2 separate regions of the Rattus norvegicus genome follow, and region 1 is linked to region 2. A link is a contact called in public Hi-C data. All regions are on one chromosome and are shown on one strand. The core of a region is the stretch at or near the end of the contact, and the rest is flanking DNA. Distances in the headings are between cores, read along the strand shown. Region 1 holds the start of Hnf1a (HNF1 homeobox A). Region 2 holds the start of Cabp1 (calcium binding protein 1).

The links. A called contact is a pair of places that touch in the nucleus more often than the background predicts.
Region 1: a Hi-C map of Schwann cells shows a contact between it and region 2, with 3 times the contacts expected there. The contact joins the promoter of Hnf1a here to the promoter of Cabp1 in region 2. A contact is called at or near these places in 3 of 12 Hi-C or Micro-C datasets (Schwann cells, mammary epithelial cells and psoas muscle).

Annotation. Positions count from the first base shown.
Region 1 is chr12:47,303,682-47,307,955 of GRCr8, reverse strand. Hnf1a (HNF1 homeobox A) reads right to left here and starts at 1,711. Exons shown (of 10, transcript NM_012669.1): 1 at 1,236-1,711. The coding sequence starts at 1,561.
Region 2 is chr12:47,083,972-47,088,776 of GRCr8, reverse strand. It overlaps Cabp1 (calcium binding protein 1), which reads right to left and starts at 3,485. Exons shown (of 6, transcript NM_001033676.1): 1 at 2,829-3,485. The coding sequence starts at 3,422. It overlaps LOC134481303 (a long non-coding RNA gene), which reads left to right and starts at 3,598. Exons shown (of 4, transcript XR_010056804.1): 1 at 3,598-4,051.

The DNA of each region.
Region 1 (4,274 bases), core at 462-2,961, 220 kb before region 2:
CTGCCCCTTGCCTAAGGCCCTGGGAGGCTCTGCGACACTTCCAGAAATGCCGGGATCCACCAGCCCTCCCCCACCCCAAGTCAGGATCAGGACCTTGGACAGAAAAGAGGCTGCTTCCGGAGTGTTCTTGGGAGATTGTCCCCAAACTCCTCAGCCAGCCCTCAGGCCCCTCCTTCACAGCTCTTTCCCCAATCTGAGCCTCAGTTTCCCTATCTGAAAAGCTGGTTTATTAACCGCTTCCTTCTGGGGGGCTCATCTCTACATCATGGCGATTTAGGCACCGCAAAACCCCACAAGAAAATAGGAAACTGGGTGATAATCTCAGGAAACTGTGGAGGCTTTGGGACGTGGGGGTGGTAGTATTCCCCACGGCCCCCAAGTTACCTTTCCCCCACCTTGGTGTTCCCGTTCTCCACCCCCCCAACTGGGCATCTCCCAGCCACCGTCCCTACAAGTTAATGATCACAGGCCTTATCAGGGCCTTTTGCTATTTATAAATTTATAAAACAAAAGAAATAATAGCGCGCATGGGTAATTAGTAACCAGGGTGGCTTTGCTGAGGAGAGGGGAGGCATTGAAATTGGGACCCACCCAACACTCCAGGAGATGGGGAGCCAGACAACAGATGAGGAGGGCTGGTATGGGGAGGCCTCTAAACCTGCTATCTGACCAAGTTGGGGTCAGGGGGTGGAGGGAACGGCACCTGGCCATGCATGGAAGCTGCCAGCCCTCAGCTCCATCTGCCTCAGGTAAGAAATCCAGGCGTACCCAGCCACATGCTTAAGGCCCTGGCAGATCAGGAAATCCCCTAAAACGCCAACATCAGCCCAGCCTCCTCAGACGCTTTCGGGTCCCTAAACCTGGGCTCTGACCCCCTAGCAAAGAAGGTGGAATTTGTGGGAGCCACAGGCGACCACCCTGGGGAAGGATTTCTACCACCCGCTGGTTCTCCCACCATATTCTTGGGGTTCACTTCCTTTGTCCTCCGTTTCAAAGTGACCTCAGGCCTGTCCCGGTTTCCTAAGGACGTGGCTGCAAACAGGAAGCCCATGGGTATGGGGTACGTAGGACCAAACTGAGGGGTAGGTTCAACAAGAACCCCTTGACCACCAGCCTGAAGACCACAGCTCCCAAAGCCTCTAGGAGGGAAATGGAACTTGCCCGGAGCATAGGGAGCATAGACTGGGCCGCTATGAGTTCCTGCCCGGGTGCTGGGGACAGGGTGGGATCCTTACTGAAGAAGTGACTCCACCACGGCTTTCTGGTGGGCTGCCTCCTCTGGGCTGAGGTTCTCCAGCTCTTTCAGAATGGGTGGCGCGAAGTCTTCCCCATCGTCATCCGTGTCATCTTCCGAGCCACGCGTCTCCCCCAGGCCATTGGGCAGCTCGGTCAGGTCCCCTCGAGTCCCACCGCAGGACTCCCCCTTGTCCAGGGGACCATCTCCAACCATCAGGTAGGGCCCGGGCTCCCCCAGAGCCTGGATCAGAGCCTCTTTGCTCAGGCCCGACTCGAGCAGAGCAGCCAGGAGCTCCGTCTGCAGCTGGCTCAACTTAGAAACCATGGCTCCTCTACCGCCAGGCCACGCGGCCCAAGGCCACTGAGCTAGCCGCCTCCCCCACACACGGCCGGTGTCTACTGCTGGCAGTCAACGGACCAGGCTCGCTGCACCCACTGCTCCCCCAAATCCCACTAGTCAAGCCCTGTGGGCACCCCCAACCCCCAACCCTGGCCCCAGCGGCTAGTGAATCAGGGCCCCTGCCTGCTCTGTTTACATTGGAGCTGGGGAAATTCTCCAAGGTTCATATTTATCCGTGTGCTTAGCGAAGGGACTGAACTTTGGACTTCAGCCTTGCAAGTGCAGGCCTCACAGCAGCGAGAGGGACCGGACCGGGAGCCATGGCTTGCAATTGGGAGTGAGCAGAAGGGCGGGTGGGGGAGGTGGAGCGGGAACCAGGGGCGCAGGGAGAGAGGCACCAGGAGCCAGGAGGCCTCTGGGAGCAGCGCTGGTCCCACTGCCCAAGATGCCTTCCTCCTGGCGTAGAACTTTAAAAGCGTGTTTCTTTGGGCCCCTGGAACAGTAGGAAGCTCTGGGCCACTGGGCCAGTTCTCAAGGGCAGAATTAGGTCATATTTCCTGGAGGGAGTCACTGCACCTCCATCCTAGCCCAACCTTAGGCTTCCCGGGGGGGGGGGGGGGGGGGGGCGGGGTAAAGCCTGTGTTTTAGCACTTCAAACGTCTGTGTTGAGGATTGTACTGGGTTATGATGTGTTGCTTCTTATCATTGTGTGATCCCAACCGGGACATACGTATGTGTGTGTGTGTGTGTGTGTGTGTGTGTGTGTGTGTGCGAGTATGTGTCTCTCTGTGTGTGTTTATGTATCTGTGTGTGTGTCTGTGTGTGTATATGTCTGTGTGTCTGTGTATCTAATCTATATGTGTCTATATGTGTCTGTGTGTGTCTGTGCATCTGTATGTGTGAGTATGTGTGTGTATCTTTGTGTCTCTGTCTGTGTATGTGTCTATGTGTGTGTGCCTGTGTTTCTAAACTATGTATATATGTATCTGTGTGTGTGAGTGTATCTGTGTCTGTCTGTGTTTGTGTCTGTATGTCTGTGTATCTAATCAATGTGTGTATGTATCTCTCTGTGTGTCTGTGCGCACACACACATATTTATTGTTTTCCAAGACAGTCTTACTGTGTCATTCAGGCTGACCTTGAACTTCTGATCCTCCTGCCTCTACCTCCCAAGTGCTGGGATTGCAGGCCTGTACGGAAGTCAGTTTTTGAAATACTGGGGGTCAAGTCCAGGGCCTTGTATACACTAGGCAAGGACTCTACCATGAGCCAGCACCCCAGCCCCAAGCACCATTTTCATTTTTCTCAAGTATCATTTTCATCAGTCTTACTTAACAAAAGCACTTAATACTTTTTAATCTTTTTGAGTGTGTGTGTGTGTGTGTGTGTGTGTGTGTGTGTGTGTGTGTGACAGCTCCAGTGTGGCGGTCAGGGAACAACTTCAGGAATCACCTCTCTCTCTTCCACCCTGTGGAAGGAACCCAGGTGGCCTCACTTGGCCATCAGCACTGATACCTGCAGAGCCATCTTGCTGCCTTATGAAATACAGTGTGTTAGCAGCTTTGAGCATATCCCAGCACTGTAGTGCACCGTCCGGTCATTAAAACACTTTTATCGTCTGCACATCAGAAACTGCACATCTGCTGAGCAGCCAGTCCCCATGCAGGTCTCTAGCCCAGCCTCTGGCAGCCATGGAGTACCGGAAGTTTACTCACCCAGAGCACGGATCTCATGTATCCCTTCCATAGTGAATGACAGATACTGTTGCAAGGAGACCTGGCACTTTCCCATGCATCCATGGACGGCAAATTATATATGTTCCGCCCATGTTTTAGCTGCTAGGAACATCCATGTACAATTTTTTGCATGTGTGAATAAGTGATTTCTATCCTTTTGAGTTTTCTCATTAATTTAAGAAATATATCACACAGACAAGGAGTTCTGGGCTAGCCTGGGCTACATACTATAAATTCATTGTTTAAAAAAAACAAAAATACCAAACCTGTTACTAAAGTATCACATTTTCCATTAGGAACAGGCTCACCCTTCTCTCACTTCATCCTGGCTGGGCCCAGGGAGCTTGGCCCTCATCTTTCCTATGTCCTTTTCTTGCTGAAGAGAGCTGCCCCTAAACTTGGCTGTTTCCAGAACCTTCAGGGTTCTTTGGAGCCAGGGTTAAGTTTTGCAGTGGGGGAGGGAGAGGAGGAACTTCCAGGCCAGCAGCAAGCAATGTCCCTAGTGAGCCAAGCGTGCGACAGTCCACCATGCCCTCTACCTGCAAGCCCCTCTCCACGTGTGGTTCGTTCTCAGCACCAGCCACACGAGGCTACCAAGAACTTTGAGACCTCTTGTTGAAATGGTGTTATTTTTGATAAATGGTGTTAAGTTTTAAAATAAAAAAAAAGATGAAATGTTAGCTCAGTGGTAAAGCAAGTCCCTGGCAGGCACAAACCCTGAATTCTATCCCCAGCACACACATTTAAAAAAAAATAACTAGGGCTGGAGAGATGGCTCAGTGGTTGAGAGCACTGACTGCTCTTCCAGAGGTCCTGAGTTCAATTCCCAGCAACCACATGGTGGCTCACAACCATCTGTAATGGGATCTGATGCCCTCTTCTGGTGTGTCTGAAGACAGCGCCTGTGTACTTACATATAATAAATAAATAAATAAATCTCTTTAAAAAAAAATAACTAAGTT
Region 2 (4,805 bases), core at 2,236-4,735:
ATGTCCTTACCTGGTAGAACCAGGGACAGTTCACGGAGACTGAGCTCTGAGCCCATTCTTTCAAAAGCCTTCCTTGCCTTACGTGGCAGCCCTTACTCAGACACCCCTCTTTCGTGACTCTTAATTCGAGCAGTGAAATGAACAACGCAGGCTGCTCTCTAGCCTGCGCTTACCGTGAACCGGGCCTCTGATAGCCTTAACCTCCTGTGAGCCTTCACAACCCTGCCAGGTAGCCTTTCCTCGGTCTCATTCCTGGATGAAGAAACCACGGCCACAGAGAGAGAATGATGCCAAGGTCACAGAGATACAAAGTGACAGAGTTGGAAGCTAGGGATCCCAGCCACCATCCCATACCTTAGCCTTGAAGCCACAGTGTCTCCCTACAGGCAGTAGAGCAACTCCAGGTTGCTGATTGGGGGAGGGGGGATCTTGCTTCCCACTTTCCCCAGTGTGGAGAGTCTATCTGGATAGCTCTACTATGCCCAATCCTGCCTAGCTCGCTCTGCTGCTACTACAAGCAGAAGGAAGGCGACCTTATAGTTAATTGGTATCAGCAACACGGACATAGACACAGCCCTGGCTTGGTGGCACACAGTGGACCCAGCTTTATACAGGGGCCTGCGTAAATCGTTTAACTTCCCAAATTCTCCTTGAGACACTATAATTCATCTCTCTCTCTTTTTTCCCCCCAAATAAATAAAAGCCCAGATGAGATAATGGTTCAAAAAAAAAAAAGGTCAAAAAATGGATAAATAAGTTAACGGCCTGAACAAAATACACTCTGCCCTAAGTGGGTCCACCCGGAACTTTCTGCATTCAGGACCCCACCTTGCCTTCTTAAGTCTCCACCCTGTCTCTAAGGACAGAATGTTCAATGCAAGACAGAGATAGCAAGGAAAGACTACTTCCTCCTGGTCAAAGGAGACCGGAGGCTCTTGACACAAATCCCCCCCAGCTGGGTTTGTCGTCTTGATCCCTTAGAGGAGTCACAGGAAACTCAAACTGAATGTGCTTGGGGGGAGGGGTAGCGGGGGGGGGGCAGAAAGTCTTCGGCTCTGAGAGGCAAGAGCTTCCAGAGGGAGGTAGTAAATATTTCATGGGACCTTCCAACTCCTCGTGACTCAAGTGACCCTGTGACATTTCAGAACCTGGGGCTGGAGAATAGTCTCCACTTAATGGCTGAGCGGTTGGAGGAGGTGAGGAGCAGACGGTCGAAAGGCTCTGAGCTCAGACTGGGGCCTCTGCAGGCAAATGCTGCAAGGGTGGGGAAGCAACGGTCCTTCCCCCACCCCGCTCCCAGATCGATAGCAAGTTGAATAATCAGCCTGTGACTGGGCACCTTCCAAACTGCTGGGTCAAAAGCTCCAAAACAGCCCAGATCTTGACTACCCCCCTGCTCCCTTCCTAGTGGACCACCAATGCCTGGAGAAAGTGGGCGTTCAAGAAATGCTTGGTAACTGAGTGAATCAAAATTCCCCACTCACGACACAGCGTTTGGGTGACAACCCAGTCCAGACCCATAGATCGCTCCTAACATGCTTCCGCTCCTTGGAACACACAAACCACTGCAGTGAGCATCTTCCCTGGCACGGAGCCAGGCTCTGGCTCGCAGGGCTCTGCGTCCAAACCTCTACTCCTGAGCACCGCTAACAGGGCTCCCTGCAGGAACAAAGCCTTGTGCGGCTGGCCCCATCACACCATCCCAGCAGTCCCGTGCAACCCGAATCCACGTGCAGCTGCCTTCATGACAGAGCTCCACCTGCATTAGCCACTGCAGAGTAGTATTTTTGAAAAGAAGTGAGCAGATCTGAAGCAAAACACACGCGGCCTCCTTGTAGTACTGATCCCGCACAGCAAGCCGGGAGCTTGAGGTGGTTATCTTTGCCTTAGATCCTGCCACAGAAACGCTTAGACCCCCTGCGTCTAAAACCATGCCAGCCAGCATTCTGCAGTTCAGCGCCTCTGCTGAACTGCCTCCCTCCGTGAGTTCGATTCAATTACAGGCTCGGAACTAGAGGAAATCTTGGCTTCGCTCAGAAGTTCAAGGGTTCCTGTCTCCCCTGCGACACAACCCCCCACTGTAGCCTTGAGCTGTTTGTAAACGCCTGGCTGACTGGAGTCCTTGCGGGCAAAGGCGTGCGAGGAACAAAAACGAGTCGCCGGTGACCTCTTAGTGGCCTTCCTGACCCTAGACACAAGAACTCAGGCTTACATTTTCTCGGTCTTATCCCACAATTGCCTAACTGTCATCCAGATGGCATCCCTGGAATACCACCTTTCCTAAAACATTCTCAAGTTCCAGATAGAGCCGTAGCCCTGGGCAGACCCTTCATGCCTGCCCAGACATCTCTTCTCCTCCCCATTTTTCCAATCCCCTAACTTTCTCCAGACCTTTGAAGACACTCTAAGTCACGGCTATTAGAAATTCATATGCAAACAACTCAGCGGACTCCCAGGTCCTCCCCTCTGCCGCTCAGACTGCAAGCCCTTCGCTCCTTTGGGTCGCCAGAGGCCAGAGGAGCGGGTTGGCGCCGCCTGCTCCAAGCGCTGCTCACGACCCCGGAAAATCTCCGGGGAGGATTGCGGAGGTCGCTCCTGCAGGTGCGAGGCAGGCTCGGCTGAGCAGAGCTCAGGAAGAGGCCCGGAGTGTGGACAGCGCACAGGGTGCTGAATCAGACACGGGGGTGGCGGAGTGCCAGGGCCGCGGGAGGACAGGATGAGCCGAGGTGCGCCCCGACTGGGCAGAGCGAGCAGGGCCGGGGACGCGCCGCCGCCGTAGGGTCCCGAGCGCCGGTGCCCCGAGCGCGGGCGAGGGGCGCGGCCCTTACCTGACCGAAGGCGGAGCTGAGCATGGGGCGCAGCTGGTGGAGGAACGGGTCCGCCTCGGGGGTGCCAGCGGGAGCCGGGTCCCCGCGACCCCGCGATCGCAGGGAGCCCCGTAGACTGAGAGCCGGCGCCAGCCCCCGTTCCTCCCCATCGCGCCCGCGGGCCGGCGGTAGCGTCTCCCGGGGCCTGCAGTGCGCCTGGGGCAGCCCACGCCGGCTCCCGCGCGCGCCCTCGTCCCGCGGCACCGGCCGGCACAGGGGCCTCCGCGAGCTGGGGTCCCCGCACGTTGCAGGCGAGTCGGGGCAGGGACCGGGCAGCCTGCGGCCACGCAGCCCGGGGTCCCGCGCAGAGCTGTGGCGGGGAGCCCGGCTGCCCCCGCTCGCCGCCGCCGCCTTGAGCAGCGACGTCTTGGACTCGCTCTTGGCGATGTGCGAGCTCATCGCGGCGGGGCCCGCGCTCGCATGGCCCGGCGGGGGTGGCGCGGGGCCCCCGGAGGGCAGGGAGCGGGGCGCCCGGCGGGAGCCGAGCCCGAGGACGCGCTGCAGGCGGGCGCCGTCCCCTGGCCGCTTAAATGCGGCCCCGTCGCCGCCGCCCATGTGACAGCGCAGCCTCTGCGCCCGGAGCCTCGAGCTCCCGGCGGCCGGCGCTGCGGATCTGGGGGGGCAGCCTGCTGTCCCCCGAGAGCCCACCCCCGGCTCTCCCGCGGCCCAGGTGCCGCCGCGCCCCGCCCCTCGCCCCGCCCCGCGCTCAGGGAGTCCCGCTTCCGGGCGCCTCTGGTGGCCAAGGGGGCGCTGCGGCACTGAACAGGAGCACGAGGGAAGGGGCTGGCTAACCTCCCCCAAGGAGACTGGCGGAGCCCCTTATCATTCCCGGAGGATCCCTCAGTGCCCCGGATTGGCCGGTCGCCCCCAAAGTCAAGCAAGGGTGAACTTTCCAGAGAGAACAACTTTGGCCATAGGACCAAAGGGGTGCAGGACGCTAGAGGATCAGCCAGGAGGCAGGCACTCTGTGACACCACCCAGACAAACGCAGGAACCAGATGACCTGGAAGGATAAAGCTAGGAGTGTACCTATGCCGCTTTCATCCGCCTTCCACACAGTGTAATCGGGACTAGGATTGCCCAGGCAAGCCAGCCACAGAATTTACAGTTGACCCAAGAGGAGCCAGGTGGCGTCTGGCTGCAGCTACCTGTCCTGGAAGTTCGTGGTGGTGGTCAAATTCCAGGTAGGACCTACTTGCTATGCTTCTTTCTCTGTCCAACCACCTCCTGCCCTTCTAGCTGTAGAGAGACTCCTGCCCTTGGTAGGCAGCCAGGAAGTCACACTGGGCTGGTTTCAATCTTAAATCCCAGCTCTGCGGCTTGCCCCATCTGGGTAGCTTGGGCAAGTGTCATCACCCTCCCTGAGCCTGTTTCCTCTCTTCTGTGAAGCGCAAATGATTCTTTCAAACTAATTTCGGGGTGACATCAGAAGACACGGTGCACACGAAAGACCCGAGCGGGAGCTGGGACAGGGCGCCCATGCGGTGAGCAGCCTCTATCTGGTCTGTACCTCCTGAGGCCCTTGTACCAAGGTGCTAAGTAGTAGGGGAGTTAAGATTTGGAGGTGAGGACCTCTGTGTTCTAGACTCTGCCCATGCTCCGTCCCTACATCCTGCTCACTGCTTAGCCTCTTTAGGATCGATGGTCAGACTCCCAAAAGAACGCGGGCTTCGAGGAGGACCCTCTTTTCTGCATGGACACGTGCAAGAAAGGTGGATTGGGATGTGGTGGCACAGGCCCGCAATCCCAGCAGGATTGCTACGACCTGGAGGCCAGCTTGGGCTTCGGAGTAAGAACCTGTTTAAATATTTTGACTCTTGAGGAAAAAAAAAAAAAAGAAAGAAAAAGAAAACCTGGGTGTGGTGGCTCGTGCCTGTGCACGCAAGCACGCACGCACGCACGCACGCACACACACACACACACACACACACGCGCGCA